Linked DNA regions of Mus musculus: region 2 is linked to region 1. Evidence: chromatin contacts called from public ChIA-PET data. All regions are on one chromosome and are shown on one strand. The core of a region is the stretch at or near the end of the contact, and the rest is flanking DNA. Distances in the headings are between cores, read along the strand shown.

Evidence for each region. ChIA-PET counts read pairs in DNA pulled down with a chosen protein or histone mark.
Region 2: an RNA polymerase II ChIA-PET map of memory CD8 T cells shows a contact between it and region 1, with 48 read pairs. The contact joins the promoter of Ccin here to the promoter of Tesk1 in region 1. A contact is called at or near these places in 1 of 484 Hi-C or Micro-C datasets (natural killer cells), 4 of 115 datasets of contacts at active chromatin or transcription factors (astrocytes, embryonic limb bud, large pre-B cells and 1 more) and 2 of 9 other capture datasets (adipose tissue and liver).

Annotation. Positions count from the first base shown.
Region 1 is chr4:43,439,399-43,444,115 of GRCm38.p6, reverse strand. Tesk1 (testis specific protein kinase 1) reads right to left here and starts at 1,839. Exons shown (of 10, transcript NM_011571.3): 1 at 478-1,839; 2 at 212-333; 3 at 37-85. The coding sequence starts at 681.
Region 2 is chr4:43,980,857-43,985,573 of GRCm38.p6, reverse strand. It overlaps Ccin (calicin), which reads right to left and starts at 2,070. Exons shown (of 1, transcript NM_001002787.2): 1 at 41-2,070. The coding sequence starts at 1,979. The coding sequence ends at 213.

The DNA of each region.
Region 1 (4,717 bases), core at 590-3,089:
GCCTTCCCTCTTTCCTGGCCTATGCTTAATGCTTACCTCTGTAAGCGCGTGCAGCTGCCCTTGGTGCACACAGACCCCCATGAACCTGAAAGGTGATGGGGAGGATAAAGGATACGCTGTAAGAGCCCGGGCTCCACTGCATCTCCCTCCTTTCCCAAGGGACTTTTCCTCCTGCCCAGCAAGCTGTCCAGCAAGAGGCTAGGCCGTTCACCTGAGGATGTTAGGGTGCCGGAGCCGGTTCATCAGCTGCACCTCCCTTAGCGTGTTGCTCCGGTTACTGGGGAGCTTGTTCATCTTCAGCACCATGACTTGTCCCGACTGTCGGTGCCGAACCTGGGGGAGGCAAGGCTCCGTGTGTGCCCGACAGGTTGGGTGGCTGCTAGCTCAAGGATCTCTAACCCAGGCTGCGGGGCCTCTAAGTTCTAGCCTCCCGTCCAAGGCTCGGTCCCGCCCCTCTGTCCTCTCTGCGGGTCCTACCTTGTAGACCTCAGAGAAGAAACCGGCCCCGATCTTCTCTGCGCAGTCGAAATCGTCCACACGCGCAAGGCTGGACACGGCGCTGCGGAGGGCCCGGTAGGAGGAGGGCCGGCCCCGGCCCGGGCCTCCGCCTGCGCCCCCCGGCCCCTCCCCCGGAGCCTCTCCGGGCCCGGGGCCCCGCAGCGGCGGCCGTTCCCCGGCCATGGCCGGGCCCCCAGCCCCGGCCTGCTTCACATGGCCGGATCCCCGGGACCCGGGCAGGCCGCGCTCGCCATGGGCGCCGGCCCAACCCGATCCCGGGGGCCGGGACTCCCGCCCGGTGGACTCCTGGAGGACCTGCCGAAGGTCCTGGGCCCGCCCCCGCCGCGCCGGCGAGTTGGGCCCGGTGGAACGCCGCGGCTCTCCGCTCTGCGCGGGGCCTGGGCCTGGGCCTGGGCCGGGCGGCGGCGGCGCTCCCGGGCGCCGGCGGCGGGCTCCCCGCGGGCGGCTGCTGCTCCGCTTCGCCGCCGGGCTCAGGCTGTGCGGCCTGCCCGGGGCGGGGCCCGGCCCGGTCTGCGGTTAACTCCTTGGAGCCCGGGCTGCGGCCCGGCCACGCCCCCTCAGGTGCGTCCCCCGCGCGTAGGCCGGGGCGTGAATCACAGGACGACTTGAGGGTTGACTGCTGGCGCTAATTCTCCTGCGCCCTGGGCTCCACGGATCGACCACGCTGCCTGCCCGGTCTGCGTCCGACTCCGACTGTCCATTTCAGGGGGGTTTCTGACCCCGACACTCTAAATCTCGGGGCTCGCTAACACCTGTCTTCTCCGATCGCAGTATCCAGGGCTGTAGGGAGCCTCTGGCCTTCGCATCCCTGACCTGCTCGACTCCTTCTCACTCCATCTCCATCCCCCTAAGTAAAGTTGAGATTCCGACGCTCGATCCGGTGACCACCCTCTTACTTCTTTGTCCTAATAACCCTCTCTTCGGAGACGCCTGCACCTGCAAGGAGGCCCCGCCCTCGGCAGGATCCCGCCCCCTCAAAGGCCGCTGCCCCTCGGAGCCCGCTCTCCTTCGGGGGACCTTTCCTACGGATGACACTGCTACATCCGTGTGTTCCCCGAGCCCCTCAGTGCTGCACCCCCTCCTCTTTGTGTTCCTCTCACTAAAAGAGACCTGGCAGAGTGACTCGGCTAGTCATTGTGACCCCTCCTCTCAAGGTGACTCCTCCCCTCGCTAGCGCCCAGCGGTGTGACCCCTTTCGGCAGGTTGCGCCCCACGTCGGTAGACGCCAGTGTGCCCCCTCAGTCCAGAGGAGGAGGTGCAGAGGCCTCTACAGCGGTTGGGATCCTCGGAGTGCGCACGCCCGGTCTCGGGACGTGGCTTTCGCTGTTGCCGATGTTTCCGGCTCTGCCACGGACTCCTCCCCTCAAGGTCATCGGGAAGGTAGCCAATCGTCGCTAGGGTTGCGTGACGTCACTGGATCCCGGCAGAGGTCTCCTGGCATCCGTGAGCGTCCTGCCACCTCGCGGCGGAATGGAGTGAGGGCAGGCTGAATGTGCAAGGCCGTCTTGAGAGTGCACCGTATAAGGGAATCGTTCAGGTTTGGAGAGAGAACAGTCATGCACAGTTGTTCTAGAAAAGGAGAGTAGGCCAATGCGTGTTCTTTTCCCCCACTGGTAACAGCAAAACATACTCATCGCATTAAATTAGAGTTAATTCTGAGAACCTATTTGTAATCTTTTGTGTAGAGATTGAAACGGTCTTGCCCTGTAGCCCATGCTGGCTTTGGATTCATACCACACCATACCACTTTGTGCTGGGATTACAAACATATGCTACCCCTCCTGGCAGGATTTTATTTTCCATAGTTTGTGCAAGGTCTGAAGACACTCGGAATTTGTACCTGTAGGATACCCTCACTGTAGTAAGCTTAACTGACACTGGATTCTGTCCCATTAGTCATTTTGAGGATCAATGTCTGTGACAGTAGTTTCATGCTGAATTGTGTGTGTGTGTTTAGGAAGGGCGCTGTGGTGGTTATGGTGAGAGGGAGTGTTTAGGAAGAAGGCCGTGTGGTGGTTCCCTCTGCTGGGGATGCAAGACTGAGCTAGGATACACTAGTAAAAAGGAGGGAATGTTGATGTGCCTGAGAAGCTCTGTGTGTGTGTGTGTGTGTGTGTGTGTGTGTGTGTGTGTGTGTGTGTGTTGGGGGAGTGCAGCAGCCAGGTTCATCGTTAGGTTTCTATCAAGGTTTAAAACTGGTATCACCAGTTTTTAAAAGTTCAGGTGGAAAAGCTGTTGAGTGTAGGAGGTAGATTATCATCAGCCAGCAATAATGATGGTCACAGGGACGATATACTGTCACTCAGGGAGCACGCATGTGCACACTCCCTTCTTTCTCTAGTAAATATACCTGCTTTCAGATACCCTCTGGGCCTGTGACTATCCTGGGAGTAACTCATGGCCACGTGTTTTGTCCACATGTCTGTCCCTGCACCCAGTTATTTGCTGCATAGCTATGGCATTATTTTACCACTGATTAGAAAAAGGAATCTTCATTAAATCGTGGTGTCATTGTTGTGTAGTGGGTTGGTCTGTTGTGGCTCTGTATTCAAATGCTAAAAACTGTATCCCATGACCTGGCTGCTCCAAGACAAGCAGGTCCTCAACTATACCAGCTCTTGTTGTATATTCATGATTGGTTAGTAAAGATGCCTACAGCCTATAGCTGGGCAGAAGAGGTAGGTGGGGCTGAAGGTTCCCGGGCTTGTGTTCAGGCACAGAAGAGAGGAGAGAAGGAAGGGAGGGTGGAGAAGTCGCCATGGGGTGGTGTGGATTGTGAGCACCTGGCCACCAGGGCTGGCCTGTTGGAGTGGGAGTGGCCTAGGTGGAATGTGTGTGGCAAGTGATGTCTTGGGGTTATTGACAAGAAAGCAGACAAAAATAGCCCAGAGGGTTGACATCTGCCCAACTCTAGTGCTGTTAAGGTTTATTATAAAGGTTTGTGTCTTTTAGTTGGGAGGCAAATGATCTAAGGTGGAGTAGAAACCCCCACATAATATCTACCACAACATTGTTGTGCCTTTAAAAACTCATAAAAGACTTGACGACTTGAGCTTGAAGCCTGAGATGCAGGCAAAGGGGGAAGGAGAGCAGCAACTCCACAGACTTACCTCTGACCTCCACATACATGTCCTGACGTGTGTGTCTGCTCACATCTCAACTCCACAGACTTACCTCTGACCTCCACATACGTGTCCTGACGTGTGTGTCCGCTCACATCTCAACTCCACAGACTTACCTCTGACCTCCACATACGTGTCCTGACGTGTGTGTCCGCTCACATCTCAACTCCACAGACTTACCTCTGACCTCCACATACGTGTCCTGATGTGTGTGTCCGCTCACACACACACACACACACACACACACACACACACAATAATAAACAATACAAATGTAAAAACTAATAAAAGTCAGATGAAGACCTGTGATCTCAGTGCTCAGGAGGCTGAGGCAGGAGGATCATGAGTTTGAGGCCAGGCTGGGCTACAGAGCAAGAACTTTTTTTTTAAATCAAGCCAAACCAAGCAATAATTTCTTAATATCAAGTTCACATTTTTCTTTATGTTGGGTTTTCAAAACTGTCTACTTTAATCAGAATCTAAGTGAGATCCTTGGTTTGCTTCTGGAGCAGCTTTTAATCTTTTAAAATTGCTAACCTAGTCTCCATCTTTCCCATTATTATTACCAATTTTTGTTAATTTTACGTGCATGTATGTTTTGCCTGCATGTATATCAGTGCACAGTGTACATGCCTGCTACCCACAGAGGCCAGAAGAGGATGCTGGATACCCTGGAACTGGAGTCACAGATGGCTGTAAGTCTCCATGTGGGTACTGGGAATTGAACCTGGTCTTCTAGAAGAGCAGCCAGTGTTTGTAACAGTCGAGCCATCTCTCTAGGCTCTATATTATGATGATGATGTATTGGAGCATAATGGTACACATATAGGATACCAGCATTCAGGACACAGAGGCAGAAGGATTTTGGGACTAACTAAACTGTACATTGAGATACTGCCTCAAAAAAAAAAAAAAAAAAGGAAAAGAAAGAAACCTTTTGGACTGCGTGCATATAGCTGGGGAGTAAAGTGCCTGCCCTGGGTTCCACTTTTCTGCAGGGGGCGGGGGATACCTCTTTCCTTTGATGGTTAATTTTGTCAACTTTAGTGACATGAGAAGTACCTGTGCTAGTAAAG
Region 2 (4,717 bases), core at 821-3,320, 540 kb before region 1:
ATCTACCCACTGTAGACCACCAACCAGAGACCCCATCTCTGCTAGTTACCTCCATTGAGATATTAACCCTGAATCCTATCCATCAGGAACATGTGTAGCCCCAAGCATTGACCCCCCACTAAAAGGAATCCAAAGTCACATTCCTCCCTTGCTTTCTGTCATTAAATTGTGAATAATAATGCATTTACTTATTCTCCCACTTAAAAAGTTGTTTAAATTCTTTGAAGAATCTTGCAAGGCAGCTTGGCTAGACAGCAGGCAGGACAGTCCAGTGCCTCAGGTGGGCAGGCAAGGGTCTGCCATTCACCTATCTTTTGGTCCAGCAAGTAAGCATTAGGATTGATGGTGTAGTCCTTGGTCTGGACATCGCTGGCTGTGGTGACACCCCCACATACAAATACCTTGCTGTCTCCAATGGAGCAGATAGCATGGGATACATCCAAGGGACAACTGTTGGGCAACAGAGGTACTGAGGTTGTCGACTTGTTGGCCTTGATCTTCTGTAAGTTGATTTCCACGCTCTGCCGGTGGCTGTGTACACGAAGGATGTTGTCCTGATGGAACGAGAGCAGGGGCCGGTGGTTGAATTCGATGGGGAAGGTGATACACTGGACCACTTCCCCCGTGCAGGTGTCAAAGCAGTCCACTACACCGACCCGGGAGATGTAGCCCTTCACCAGGCATCGCCCAGTGACAATGTACAGGTTCCGGTCACCCTTAGTGATGACTGCTGTCCCGTCCATAGGGATGCTCATCTTCCCCGCCAAGCACCAGGCTTCCTTGCGTTCATCATAGCGATAAATGTTAGAGACGTACCGGCGTGGGGCAATGCTCCCACCCACTGAGTAAACTGTTCCCCCGCAGGTCACCATGGTGTGGAAGACAAGCCCAATGGGCAGGTCAGGTAGCTTGGTCCAGGAGTTGTCGTCCATGTCATACCGCCACGCTGTCTTCAGTCCTGAAATCTGCTCAGTGGTGCCACCGGATATGTAGATGTAACGGCCAGCAGCAGTGGCACTGAGCGCGGCTGCCCGGTATGGCATCTCTGAGAGCTTCAGCCACAGGTTCTCCTGGATGATATAGGCAAACACCCCATCGTTGAACTTACCGTGGGCCTTCTGGCCACCCAGGATGACCACCGAGTCAAGCAGGGCCCCTTTCCGCTGGTAGCTCAGCAGGCTGCACGGGCGCTCCTGCTTGCGGTCCATCAGGACACTTTCGATCAAGGTCGCGTGGGCAGAGTTGTTCTCCAAGCCAACCAGCTTGTTGCTGGCAAACATCAGCGTCTTGTTGGAGACCGCATTGAGATTGATGTAATTGAAGAACTTCTTGAAGTATTTTTCCCGCTCCTCCTTCCGGAAGTACACCCAACTGATGAGTGCGCTGAGCGCCTGGTCCTCGTTGAGCACGTGGAGGTTTTCATCCCGGAGCAGGCGACCGAAGATGACGGGTGGGCAGCGCATGAAGTGCATAGAGCCCTCGGGACTGGCCCAGAAGTGGAAGTTGTCACGAATGCCAGAGTAGGCCAAGTCTGATACTTCTTTGAGCTCGAACAGCTCAGCCAAGAAGAGGTAGCGCAAGCAGTTGACGCGGCGAATAGACTTAATAAGGAAGTCATTGCAGTGAATCCGAAGGCGTGGGGTATTGAAATACTGTGCGCCCCGGAGCAGCTCCTCCACGTTCTGCTCTGAGATCACCACTTTGCCGCTGTAGAAGTAATCCAGGAGCTGGTCCACCGTGGCTGGGCTCAGGTAGTTGGGGTCGATGGTGATGTAGAGTTCATCGGTGGTCTTCATGTCGTTGCTGGAGATGAGGCTTTTCACTAGTGGAGAGACGGCAGCCAGCACGTTGCGATGTGCGAAGAAGACATGATGGTCCACAGTCAGGGCCATGTCCCAGTACTCTTTACGCTTCCTCTGTTTGTTCAGGTTTTGCAGCACAAAGCTGTTGTAGTTTTTCTCTGTGAATTCCAGTTTCATGGTGCTTCTTGTTGGCCGAGACAGAAGATTCGTAGCAGGTACCGGAGGGCAGACTTTTCCAGGCCTTTGGGGTTTGTACTGATGGTTGTTTGCAGAGCAGCTGACCAGAGAGGAGTGGGCGTGGGAGAGAGGGTGACGTCATAGAATGGATGAGGTCATCATAATGTAGCCCCCTCCCCGCCCCCAGGCCTTTCTCTCCCCAGAGCTTCAGAGGAAGCTCTGGAATGGGGCCACGGTGTCCCCCTGGGCCTTTCAAGTCACAGTCCTCGGCTTCGCCGGGAATGTTCGAACTGGTTTGGGTGGGGCAGAGAGCAGCTGTGGAGAGGGAAAATTTAGGGTGGGAGGAGAGGTTACCATGATCTAGAAGCCTCCCTTTTAACCAGAAGGCTGAAGTCCTGCTGAGGAAGGACTCCCCCTGTCACAGAGGCAGTTAGAGGCAGAGCAAACCTGGAACTCCCACAGTGTGGGGCGTTACAACCCTTTCACCCCTTCAGGAAGTGGGGACCAGACAGTTTTCATGGTTCAATTCTTAGGCCCTGAAGGCCCTTTTTTCTACCAAGGTTCCTGGACGTCTGAGAAGACAAACCCTCTGGCTTCTGATCTCTGTAGTCAGAATACAGTTTTCATGGAGAAGTGGGTGACACTCACTGGAGCAGAAATGGAGGGGCCAGCCAGCCCTAGGAAGATGGGAGGACTTGGAAACGCCAGTACCAGGTTTCCAACCTCCCATACCAGGTTTGGAAACTTCCCATACCAGGTTTCCAAGTATCTAGTAAAATGCTGGGGAAATGCCTGATTCGGCCTCTCCACTCCGAGTTTCTTAGACCAGTTCACTCAGGCCTCAGATTCCTCTTCTGTGAGATGAGAATACTCGCTTCAAAGTGCAGCAGGCACAGCGCTTAGCTTACAGCAAACGTTCCAATAAATGCCAGTTCTTGTTTCTTAGTTGATATAACCACAGCTGTGGGCATCCCCGAAGCCCTCGACGGGTTATAGGAGCCTGCTTCGGCCGCACGGTGGCGCTGCAGGGTCACCTCCTGGCCAGAAGCACGCCGCCTCCGTGCTCAGCTTCTCCAATGGCGTAGAGAGGAAACTCACCCGCCCCGGGGCGTCCCTTTCTGCCTGCTTTGTCCCGCCTAGGGCTCCTTTGTGTAGGAGCGACTCTGAAACTCATACGTCTGGACCCGGGGCTCACAGTGTGGCAGACCCACACCTGTTCTCATTTTACAGATGTGGACAGAGCCCGGCAATGGTGTATGACCAAAGCCACCCTGGGACCTCTTAGGAAGAACCGTGCCATATGGTCACTTGTACTGGTCAGGAGGACCTGACTGCAGACCCCATCTCCACTGTGGGCTCCAAGCCTCACTCCAGACCTTCTGGTCCTCCTGAACGCCCCTCCCAGAGTGACTGTCAGCTCCATACCCACCACTCTCCAGCCCTCTTGCTGGCTTGGATTCTCATTCATCTTTCCATCCCACACCTAGCCTTTTCCTTATCTAGGAACTTGGTAATTTAAAGTTTGTTTGTTTGCTTGTTTGTTTTTGTTACAGGGTTTCTCTGGGTAGCCTTGGCTGTCCTGGAACCTCTATGTAAACTAGGCTGGCCTTGAACTCAAGAGATCTACCTGTCTCTGCCTCTCAGGTGCTAGGATTAATTGAAGTTTTGTTTTTTTTTTTTTTTTAAACAATTATACTTTAATAGTGAAGTTACACATCTTGATACCTGACTTCTGGGGCAGATAGTCTCTTTGGATGTGATGCCTGTGAAGGGGTTAGAACTTCTGTCCCCCTGCTTGGGGTACTTAGGTTCCAGCCCCACTTCAAAGAACTCCCTATGTGGCTGAGCTCAGTTCCCCACTACCTAGTCTCTCTCTCTGTCTCTCTCTGTCTCTCTCTCTGTGTGTGTCTCTCTCTCTGTGTGTGTGTCTCTGTCTCTCTTTCTCTCAGGGAATTTCAGCTCTGCACGCTTCTCCAGGTCTCATCACCTGAGAAACAGGGGCCACTTGGCCAGAGGAAGCATCGTGAGTCTGATAAGGATGCCTGAATCCAGTGGCATCCTGACTGTCAGACCCCACTTCCTGGGACATTTACCGGAAGCAGAAGGTCATCAGATCCCAGAGCACCAGGACAGAAATGAGCTCACTCACCGTATGCCTCCAGCTGGAGATCATGGAGGTCTGGGAGGATCTGACAGACCTGACTAAGGCCTGGAGAGAAGAGGCTTGTTCAACCGGAGAGCATTTGCCACAGTTTCCGGTCTTAGGTCTTAGTTGCAAAGCTCCCATCCTCAACAAACTCAAGACTCAAAGAATCCCATTACTCGGCAGGCAGAAGCAGGAGGGACTCTGAGCTCAAAAGTTTAAGGTCAGCCTGGGCAACATAGACCTTAAAACAAAACAAAAATTGGGGTGTGGTGCTCCACATGTGTAGACCTTAAAATTAAACAAATAGTGGGGGTGCGGTAGTCCATATGTGTCTCAGATTTCGGAAGGCCTAAATTTAGGCCAGCCTGGGGCAACATAGTAGACTGTCTCAAAGTTAAAAATGTAAAAGCTCATTAAACTGGGCCGGGGACAAAGCTCAGTGGGTAGAATGCGTGCCTGTCACGCACAGAGCGGTAGGTTGGATCCTGAGAACCATGCCAACTTGGTATAGTGAGCCATGCCTCTAATCCAAGCACTCAAGAGATAGGAGCAGGATGATTGGAAGTTCAAGGTCCCCTTTAGATATATAGTC